2 separate regions of the Hordeum vulgare genome follow, and region 1 is linked to region 2. The links are chromatin contacts, called in public Hi-C maps. All regions are on one chromosome and are shown on one strand. Each heading gives the region's core, a stretch centred on a gene start, on an enhancer-like site or on the middle of the called end of the contact. The rest is flanking DNA. Distances are from core to core; before and after follow the strand shown. Region 1 holds the start of LOC123444263 (60S ribosomal protein L30). Region 2 holds the start of LOC123444210 (UV radiation resistance-associated gene protein-like).

Evidence for each region. A called contact is a pair of places that touch in the nucleus more often than the background predicts.
Region 1: a Hi-C map of seedling shows a contact between it and region 2, with 4 times the contacts expected there. The contact joins the promoter of LOC123444263 here to the promoter of LOC123444210 in region 2. A contact is called at or near these places in 2 of 6 Hi-C or Micro-C datasets (leaf and seedling) and 1 of 1 datasets of contacts at active chromatin or transcription factors (embryo).

What each region holds. Positions count from the first base shown.
Region 1 is chr1H:449,208,439-449,213,869 of MorexV3_pseudomolecules_assembly, reverse strand. LOC123444263 (60S ribosomal protein L30) reads left to right here and starts at 2,415. Exons shown (of 5, transcript XM_045120940.1): 1 at 2,415-2,525; 2 at 2,647-2,752; 3 at 3,978-4,079; 4 at 4,194-4,262; 5 at 4,344-4,564. The coding sequence starts at 2,505. The coding sequence ends at 4,384. LOC123444270 (calcium-dependent protein kinase 2) reads right to left here and starts at 2,241. Exons shown (of 8, transcript XM_045120951.1): 1 at 460-2,241. The coding sequence starts at 2,124.
Region 2 is chr1H:448,814,743-448,820,203 of MorexV3_pseudomolecules_assembly, reverse strand. LOC123444210 (UV radiation resistance-associated gene protein-like) reads right to left here and starts at 2,366. Exons shown (of 5, transcript XM_045120852.1): 1 at 2,139-2,366; 2 at 1,868-2,030; 3 at 1,511-1,716; 4 at 409-642; 5 at 1-208. The coding sequence starts at 2,351. The coding sequence ends at 95. LOC123444189 (transcription factor GAMYB-like) reads right to left here. Exons shown (of 6, transcript XM_045120842.1): 3 at 5,187-5,461; 4 at 4,596-5,075; 5 at 4,338-4,500; 6 at 3,684-4,260. The coding sequence ends at 4,370.

The DNA of each region.
Region 1 (5,431 bases), core at 1,166-3,665, 390 kb before region 2:
TATTTTCAACTCCTTCCTCCGACGGTTCCTTCGCTCACTTCTAGTTGATTTTTTCTTGGCACCTGTTTCTTCTTCTTCACTTGTTAACTTGCCCTTCTCTGGCTTTCCAGAACTAGGGTGCTCCTCGGACCTGGATTCCTTGCCAGTCTTGATCTTCTTGCTCTTCGACTTTGTCTTGGCATCAACATCTTCTTCTTCATCTGTCAACTTGTCTTCCTCTGGCTTTTCAGAACCAGGGCCATCCTCAGACCTGGATCTCTTGCCGGTCTTGAGCTTCTTGCGTTTCAACTTCATGTCACCATCTGTTTCTTCTTGTTCACTTGTTGGCTTATCTTTCTGTGGCCTCTCAGAACTAGGGCCTTCTCCAGACTTAGATTTCTTGTGAGCTTTGACCTTCTTGCCTTCTATCTTCTGTCCTCCAAGGATCAAATCTTTGCTCAGCTTCTTATGATGAGTCACGCGCCATTCGTCCTCCCTATATGGCGCTAGCTTCTTCATGGATACATATTGGTTCAGATCCCTGTCATCTGATTGCAATATCTCGTACGTCTCCAGGCCAAAACTGTTTGGCTGAACTTGCCTGTACTTGAACCGTGTCTTCAGATCTCCAATGGTGTCCTCATAGTCGAGCTTATAATACTCGTCAAGCTCCTTCTCAAGCTCCACCTTGTCCTTGAGAGAGATCTTCCCCTTCCTTTTCTCGCCTTCCTCCTCACCATTTGCAAGCTCCTTATTTTTCTTCTCCTTTTTCTTCTTCTTCTTCTCACCAGTGGAAGTAGACCCTTCTTTACCATCAAGAGACCAATCTTTAGGTAGCCCAAGCAATTCATCTTCCTTGTCAAAATCAGGTTTAACCAAATCCAAATCATCTCCACTTCCAAACTCAGGATCAACCTCATCAGCACCATAGTAGTTTTCATCAAACATCTCCTGCATTTTCCTGTCATAATCCTCTGGATCAAAATCTTCCTCCAAGTCATCTGCACCAAGCTTACAAGCAGCTTCCCCTTCAATTCCAGCAATCATCCGGATTTTCTCAAGCTTCTCAGCAATCTCTTTCTTCTTCAAATTCTTGAGATGCTTCAGCTCCTCAGCCTGCTCCTGCTTGGCTCGTGCAAGCCGTTCCTCCTTGCTCTTGCGCTGCTTCTTTCTGCTGCTCTCCTTCTTCCTCACCGATCCCTCAACAACCCGGGGATGTCCCATTACCCGATCAGTCACCACTCCCTCTGAAGCTTCCACCTCCTCATGCCGGAAATTATATTTTCCCACCTTATTATATGTCTCCTCATAGTCCTCCTGCCTTTCGATCTCAACCTCTTCCTCTGATACCTCCTGGATATCATCCAGCGAGAACTTGTCGGGCACTGGTTCAAGGTAGGGCCTATTGAGGATGTAATTCTTCAAAAACTTCTCATTGTCATCCAGCTTCTCATCATCCCCAAAAACCTCACCCAACAGCTCTTCAGTTTGCTTCTCATCTTCATCCTCTTGGCTGTCGTCACCATCTCCGTCGGCCTGCTTGGCCATGAACAGATCGTCGTCCTCCTCGCCATCACCATCGCCCAATGCCTTCTTCTCCGCCTCAAGGAACTCCTTGAGCCCCTCCCTCTGGCGCTCGTCGTACGCAATCCTGTCATACTTGCTGCCGCGGCCAGTCTGCGCGGCGAACTCGGGGCCCTCCTCGAGCAGGTGCTGGGCGTTGACGTCCTTGAGGTACAGTGGGCGCTCCTTCTTGGCCTTCTTCCCCTCCTTGGGCTCCCCCTCGGCGTCGTCGTCCTCGTCCTCCGACGAGGACGAGTACACCTTGGCGTCCTTGTCGAAGATGGCGCTGTCGCCGGTGCGGATGCGGCGGATGACCTGGAGCACGCGGCGGTCGACGCGGCGGGAGGCTGCGGCGACGGCCTCGTCCTCATCCGACTCGTCGTCGTCGTCGTCGTCGGGGTCGGCGACGAGGCCCTTCTTCTTCTGCTCCTCGAGGCGATGCAGCGCCTCGCGCCGCTTGTTGTGCTCGTATTTGCGCGCGTACTCCTCGTTGATCTGGATCTTCGAGTTGTCCTCGGCGGGGACATCCGAGTCGTCGTCGGAGCCCGCGAGGATGTCCAGCGCCTTCCCCTTCCCCCTCATCTCCTCCGGCGACGGCTTGACTGCTGCTGCGGCGTGTGGCGGCGGCGGCGCTGCTCGTGCTAGGGTTTTTGCGACTGGAGAGTTGGAGACACACCACGTACGGGCTACGGATCAGCCAGCGCCATTTTTACGATCGTAGCAGACTGGCAGGACAGGCCCACCTCGTCAGCTCTACGCAACGGCCCATTGGGTTCATATCCGGCCCATGCAGGCCCAGTCCAGCCCAGCTCCGTCCCGGCAGTTTCAACCCCGCAGGCCGCAGCCGCACCTATATAGCCCCTGTCTCTAAACCCTAGCGAGCCCTCCATTTGCGTCTGCGCCGCCGCCTCCCCCGAAGCCATCCGCATCCCCACGCTCGCTCGCCGCGGCCGCCCGACGCGATGGCTCCCACCAAGAAGGCGGTACGAACCCTAATCGATCCCCGTCCGCCGCCACTCCTCCCATTTCGGCTCGATTTGTTCCTCTCCTTCCGGGAGATCTTCTCACTGATTTGCTTTTCAATCCATTGGGCGCGCTCTGCAGAAGAAGAGCGGGGAGAACATCAACAACAAGCTGCAGCTGGTGATGAAGAGCGGCAAGTACACGCTCGGCTACAAGACCGTCCTCAAGACGCTCCGCAGCTCCAAGGGTATAGACAGATCGGCTCTTCTCTTTTAACGGCTTTTTTTTGTCACTGTTGAATGATGCTTCGCTGTGGCTGATCTGCTGGTTCGTTACTTCTATGTATCTGATTGTCTAGAATAATTTGGGTTACGGTCTGTGTTAATTCCGAGATGCGTGATTACCTTGTGTAGAACGAAGTGGTAGTTAATTTATGTTTTGTGTCTATCAATTACTTGATGTACTCGGTGAAGTGTTGAGACTATTAGTTCCTATACTAGATATTCGGGACTGAAGTTTACCTCATTGGCTTGCTTTTGCTGTGCCTCGGAGATGAATACAGCGCCCTAGAACAAGTCACCTCCTAATTTGGACTTCTATGAGACCTCTTTAATGTCTAGTGGACCATGGAATGTTGAAATATTTTGGTTTGCTGGTACCAGTTTATACCTTGAGCCTTTTGTTGATAGATGCCGTAGTTTTTAGTTTGTAGGATGGGACTGAAGTTTACCTCATTCTGATCAATTTAGTTTGTAGGATGGGACTGAAGTTTACCTCGTTGGCTTGCTTTGGCTGTGCCTTAGAGATGAATACAGGGCCCTAGAACAAGCCAGCTCCTAATTTAGATTCTACACGACCTCTTTAATGTCTAGTGGATAGTGGGAGGATGAAATATTTATGTTTGTTGATAGCAGTTTTACTGCAGTTTGTCTTGTTGGCTTCACTTCTGTGTGCCTAAGAGGTAAATGCATTGTACGACAGCAATTACATCCTTGTTAGGTGTTTTGAATTGTTAAATTGATGCAGCAAGATGGAATTGCTTGCCATTTAGGTAATTCATAGGTATTTCTATAATTCTATTCCAGTGGTTCGTGCTTTCCTAATGATTTTTACTGTAATTTGTTATGTTAGAATATTGGATTGTAGAACGGGACTGAAATTTGGCTCCTTGGCATCTTTTGCCGCCATGGAGATGAATGCAGTGCCCTAGAATCATGTCAGCCTCTCTTTTAAAACTTATCCAAGATCTCCTTATCTGGGGTACAATGGGAGGATGCAATATTTTTTGTTATTTGCTGCAGAAGTTCTCTATTGTTTGATTGAAGTAGTTACATGGAATCACTCTGGGGCTCTGCCCTGTCATGGCATTGCTATATTTGTTGCGTACATAATATTTCTGGATGTTTGATCTATTGGTCACCTGTTTACATGTTATTCTGAGTACTAACCAGGCAATTTGTTTCACTGTTCAGGGAAGCTGATCATCCTCGCGAACAACTGCCCTCCCCTTAGGAAGTCAGAGATTGAGTACTACGCTATGTTGGCGAAAATTAGCGTGCACCATTTCCACGGAAGTACGATAAATTTATCCTTTGAGTTCCTTATTTGTCGCATTGCTTCTAGCACCTTATGGATAAATTGTTGTCTGTCTTTTTAACTTTGCTAATAATTTGCATTACGTGTTTCAGACAATGTTGATCTTGGAACTGCCTGCGGCAAGTACTACCGGGTGTGCTGCCTCAGCATCCTTGACCCTGGTTCGTTGCCATTCAGATCACTTGCATTTGTATCCACTTGCTCTCTGTAACGTCTGCTGACACACTACTTAAATCCTTCAGGTGACTCGGACATCATCAACACCACCACCACCACCCAGTGAAGAGAAGAGAGCTCTCTACCTATTTTATTTAGTCGAGTTGTAGGTTCCAGTTGTGCTCTTGAAACCACCATTGTTATCTTTGGTTTATGTACTCTTTTGCGACGCTGAGTTGGTGCTGTCATACAGATAATCCTTCATATGGTTGTTCTGCTGGACATTCATGTGGTTTTGTTTCCATGATATCGTTGTTTCCATTATACTTATACTGAATGTGCGTGGTTTGGATTGCTCAGCTTTGTTCGTTTAAGCATTGCGTGATTCACTGATTAGCATATAATCTTCTTAGTACAAAACCTCGTGATTAATCTCTATGGAACTGGCATCTCCAGCGGTAGCCCCCAAACGGCATAGTAGTATTAGGCCTTCACTATGTTGCCGGTGCCATCAAACCCATTAACCTACAAGGAAGGGGTTGCTTCTCGCACTGTCCACGTCAGCATGAGCTACTGTTTCAACGTTGAAATATTTTTGCCTCGTTGGTCCAACTTGCTTTTCCCAGATACATCGCCCCTGTCGCTCCCTTTTCTCCTTGTACACGCAAGCCGTCCAGGCCGCCGTCGCCGCCTCTTCCATCCTAGATCCTTCTCTCCTTTCTATCTCGTCGATCTGTGGTGGGTTCGAGGACGCGCATGGATGGAGAAATCACGTGGTGGTTGGGCGTCATTGACCTCGTGCACGGAGGTGAGGCAGAGGGTGGCGGTGGAGGCGCTTGAGGTTTGCTCCTTCCCCACAGCCGCGCGCCGGGAAGAGAGCCTCCTTGATTGGTGGTCTTCCCTCGCATGTAGCGGTGATGGTGTGCTTCGGCCTCGAATACAACCAACACAGGTGAGCTCTCTCTCATCCTTCTCTCCTTCCCTGCCTTTGCATACGATTAGATTCAGACTTATGTGTATCGGTATGTTCAGATTCACTCCCCCACCTCCATCCGTATTCTTCACCTTTGGACAAAGCAACAAAGTTAATTTCTGTTACTGGTGTAGACCAGATCCATCTCCTGCGATGGGCCGCACCTCCTTTGCTCGCCTCCCCACCTAGAACTAGTATCCC
Region 2 (5,461 bases), core at 1,117-3,616:
CACAAAAGAACAGAAAGAACACCTACTTTTTAAACCTGTATACCACCATATCTACAGCATATGCGATCCAAACCCACAATGATAACCGAATCTATCATATGTACAAATACTCGTCTGACAGTATAATCCTAATAAGCTCCCGCAGATTACCAAACACATTCCTCCCAGAACACTCTGCTCCAATGTAGTTCAAGAGCTGCTCCGTATCCTAACCACCCACCATGGAAAATATGAACATCAGTCTTAGTTTGCATGGGAAACTGGATTAAACAAATATTGTAACGACAACAAGGAGATACTTCCTCCGTCCCGTAATATAAGAGCGTTTTTGACACTAGTGTAGTGTCAAAAATGTTCTTATATTGTGTGACGGAGGGAGTAGAATACAAGACTACGGAGAATACACACCTTGTGCAACAAGTAAATGGCGTAGGACGCCTTTGTTGAGTCATCTTGGAATTCCAAGAAAAGGGGATAATCTGTTAGTTTTGAGTCAGCGCTGTCGATGCTTCGATGTTCCACTGAAGCAATGGATGATGTTTCAGCTGAAGGCAAACGATCACCGATATAAGATCGTGATCCTCCAAAGCGCAAAGGATATCGGAGGCGAATGTCAAGATATGAGGCAATAAGCAAGACTGCCTACAGGAAATTAACAAAGTAAGCAACTTGTGATTCTAACGCTTTTGAATGCCCAGACAAAATTAACAAGGTAAGCAAGTAGTGATTTTAACTCTAGTGACGTTCTGTACCTATAAAATCTACTTCCTCCGTTCCTAAATATTTGTCTTTTAAAAAATTTAACTACGGACTACATACGGAGCAAAACGAAGGAACTTGCATTCTAAATTATGTCTATATACATTCGTATGTAGTCCGTGGTGAAATCTCTATAAAGACAAATATTTAGGAACCGAGGGAGTAGTGTGCAAATGCAGGCAGAAGAACTTGCACTCCTATTATAATTTAGGCTTGATGCCGTGAAAACCCTCACAAAATAAGCAACTTGCGATTCTAACACTTTTGAATGCCCTCACAAAATTAACCAGGTAAGCAACTAGTGATTTTAACGCTAGTGACTGCACTGCGCCTATAAAATCTACTCCCTCCGTTTCAAAACATAAGCCTTTTTTAGAGATTTCATTACAGACCACATACGGATGTATATAGACGCATTTTAAACTATAGATTCACCCATTTTGCTCCGTATGTAGTCCATATTGAAATCTCTAAAAAGACTTATATTTAGGAACTGAGGGAGGAATGTGCAAATGCAGGCAGAAGAACTTGCACACCTATCATAATTTAGGCTTGATGCCGTGAAAACCACTAAATTTTTACCATTGGATTTATTCAAAACCTTATAAAAAAATCGGCAGCCCAAGAAATATTTTTTGTATTTTCTTCATGAAGCATGATAATTGGCCTAGCTAGGCTGGGACATGTGTGCTACACCAAATGTATTGTCTTAATATTTCGTTGTACAAGAGCACTGGGCAGGCAAACTTACATGTGCTGCATACCCAAGCACAGCTGCCGACCTCTGAAGCTCCTTATGGCTGTAACTCGGCTGCTTTGTCTTGGGCTTTCCAATTTGCCAACCAAAAAAGGTGAAGGGACCAACATGCGGAGATTTGATAGCACTGAGCAAATGAATTCCATTTCCATTCTCGTGAGGAAGTGCTCCATTCTCTTGTGAAGGTGTCTGACGCTCTCCTGAAAATGTGGTGCCATTTCATCATAAATGGCTACAAGATGTTATACAAGGACCGATTGTGTTTTCAGTTAGTTCTGGTATAAAAACCAGAGCAAAAACCATTGAGCGGTTTTGCTGCTCAGGGGAGGCACACGGATGCTGAATTCTCACCATTGGTGCGGGAATGGTGGTTTTGTGCGACGGGCAGCTCACGGAAGACCCTCACGGGGTACAGGGCAGCGACCTGGGCAACCATGGACTGCTGCCTCGTCCTGAGCAGCCTCTGCAGATCCCCGAGCCGCGCCTTCTCCGCGGATTTTAACTCTTTGGCTTCCTGCGATCGATCAGGATGAGACGGATGCTATCGGACCGAACGCAGCCAGACACAAATACACAACGCGTTCCGATCTCGCGTGGAGAGGAGGGAGAAACGGGCAGGTACCTGCACCTGTCGGTGCGCGGCGGCGAGGGCCCTGGAAAGCAGCAGCACCCGCTCGATCTGCGCCTGCATCTGCTCCTTCTGCCGCTCGACGCCCTCGGCGGCCCTCCTCCTGGCGACGGCGAGGTCGTCCGCGCGCGCCCGCCGCCGCTCGACCCGCCGCCTCATCTCGTCCAGCGCCGCGCCCTGCCGCAGCGACTCCCTCCTCACCTGCATGCCCGAGACCGGCGCGTCAAATCAAGGCCGTGCCAGAAAGGGGCGCGACCAGCAGAGCGGAGCAAGCGAGAAGCAAAGCATTCGGACCTGGAGCGCGGCCTGGAGGCGGCGTGCGAGGCGTGCCCGTTCCTCCGCCGCGGCCGCGAGCTGCGCGGCGAGGGCGCCGGCCTGCTCGAGGCGGCCCCGGAGGTCCGGCCACGCGACGGAGGCTTCGGCGCCCGGATCCGGCCCGGCCCTCGGGCTCATCGCGGCGGACACCGGAGGCGGGCCGCGGCGGTGGCGGTGGCCATGGCCCTGGCCCGCCGTGAGGAGGCCCCGAGGCGTGTGTAACTGGCGGCCGTAGGAAGCAAGCGAGGCTGCGAGGGGGGCGAAGCGAAGCGAACCCACGCAGGAAAGAAGGTCTCGGTCGGTGGCGTCCGAGGAGGCAGCGCCAGCGCGTGCGTTTCCTTTTGTTTTTTCGGGTTCGGGGTTTGTCTCGGCGACGCGACCGCGGGGGAAGGTGGACGGTGGAGAGGAGGAGGAGGGTGCCACTGCCGACAAGCGTGCGCGCGGCGTGCCGCTGCCTCGTCAGCGCGCGGGCCCTGCCAGCGAGGCGGACAGGTCGACCGCCCGGAATTAACTGCGGCACGGCGGGGGGCCGCCACGTCATTCATTGTAGCCGTCGTTTCTCTTTCTTCCTTTTTTTTTTTGCCGGGTCTCGTTTCCTCTTGTAGCTTGTCACGACGTAATGATCCGTCTGACGTACGTGGTGTCACGGCGAGTCGGCGACGGTGCCAGCCAACCAACTGAGCCAAGTTGTGGCTTTGTCAGTCAATGGAAGCGACGCTTCTGTAGCTGTCATCGTCTGGGGCGATCGACGCCTCTAATGAACGAAGGAGCTCACCAAAAAGAACACAAACTCGTTGGTGCTCGAATCAGAGACTGATTGATGGATGCTCGAATCCGTCAGTCAAGCGGCGCGTAACAAGCGCGTTCTCCTCCCAAAATCCACAAAGGCAAAACCAATCCAGGGAGGAGATGGTTTCCCCCCCTTTTTTCCTTTTTGAAAATTTATTAAATCCAGAAGAGGAAATAGTTGCGTCCACGATTCCGCAGTAAGGCAGCAAATAGCACGTGATTTTACTACTCCTGCATAAAAACTTATAAAAGTAGCACTAGCTTATTGAGATCGAGGATTCAGCAGTTGATGTGCATTTCTGCTATATACTGATCTTCCTCCCATGTGAACTCCCGGATTCCACAAGCGAATGTCAAACGAACCAAACCCGCTGGTCTTTGAATTCGTCGCAAATATAAACCTAAAAAAGAACATCAGAACATGCTGGCACCGTGTACAGCCCTACCACGTGGAATAGAATAACCAAGGAATGTTCAAGCGACACACCAGTGTTACAGGTACAGGCAGGCGACGGAGGTGGCAAAGTTGTGATAAGAATAGCAAAAAAATTAGTGAAACCACTCGCAGTCAGTCGACATGCGTCAAGCGCTCACTTTGGCCATCCAACTTTGAAAATGTCCATCCAGCTCGTTCGATCAACTTGGTAACAAGAGGATCAATGCTGTCCAAAGCGACACCCGCCTTGTGCCCGCTGGCACCCTGCTGGAAGAGAGAGAGAAAGAGTCAAGGCTACCACTTTTCGCCCAGGTGGCGTGCTCTCCTTCCTCCCTCTTCTCCAGGAGGATGCCAGGTGGGCAGCAACGTGGCAGCTTGGCGCGTGTTCGGGCAAACAACGAACCTCTTGACATAGTTATACGTGGGCATTTTCAAGGATGGCCAAAGTGAGCGCGTCGTGCAAGTTGTGTTCATGAACACGAGGGAGTTTTACTCAGGACCATGGTTCTACAGCTTTATTGGAGGCCAGTTGGAGATTTCGTCTGGTTCGAAGGGATGTCGCTCACAGATGCCTGCCTGGATCAGGAAGAATAATGTGTCAGCCAAATGCAAGTCCAAACACTTCCATAGATCACAGGCGACTCGGTCAGTACCTGCAACATTTTTGTGACCCGTTCGGATCGCATCACTGGAAGACGGATGGCATCGCGCTCCAATGGGAGAACGCGTCTGTCCTGGAATCTTCAGGATGAGGTAAGAGATATCCTATTTCGTATTGGGGGACTGTTGGTTCATCGGATCCAAACACAGGGCTCGCTGCTGCAAATGAAATAATTGTTGATTAAACTAGTGAAATCGGTGAACTAGCCGCAGTATCATCAGTAGATGGAGAAGATGGAGTAATCACTAACCAGACGAAAAATCGGAGCACTGTAGCTCATCAGGCGATGCTTGGCAAAGAGGCGGGGCGGAAAAACAGCTGTTGACAAGAGCGTTCAGGTTGGGATCTTGTTCCAAGAGATGAAGCTCTGATGTTTCCACCATAGCATCGCAGGGTGAGCCAGTAGAGGCACTTGAACTCCCCACGGACAGCTGTTGGTTCTCTGCAGAGCTTACTGCATGAGCTTCTGGAAGCGGCTCTTCAAACTGACCGCTGTTCCTTGGTACAACGCACATGTGCTCAAACTTAGCTGATGCCATTGCCGCTGATGAGTGCATGCAGGGATCAGCAAAGTTGGCACCCTGCGCAGCACAGGTCCCGTATGTGGACCAGTTGTTTGGATCAGATCCAGCATATTGGAATGAAGGGAGCTCAATCTTCCAAGGACCAGTTATGGGCCTAGAAGTAGAGAAGTTGCCATTTGAAAAGGCATGGCTGCCATCAAAGGTGCCTGCAGAAGGTGATGCAGTCTTATAGCTAAAGTTGGTCACGCAGTCACAAAAAAATCCTAATAGAAGCTTCTCAGACTTGTTAAAGGATTGATCAGCTGAGGAAAACGTACCATTAATGGCCGCGTTCAATAGAGGAAATGAAATCTCAGATTCTTTCAGAACTTCTGCTTGGTTTACTTGATCCATGAAGCCATAATTTTTTGATTCAAAGTACAGAGCAGGTAAATTGCTGAAAGAAACATCTGGAAGCTGGGGCGCATAAGACAAAGCTTCTTGGTCATCAATGAAACCGCCCCACGTGGAACTGGGATCATATAAACCATTTCCATGGAGGAGATCATTGGCCAGCTTCTCACTAAAACTGAAGTCAGCGGACTCATGCTGA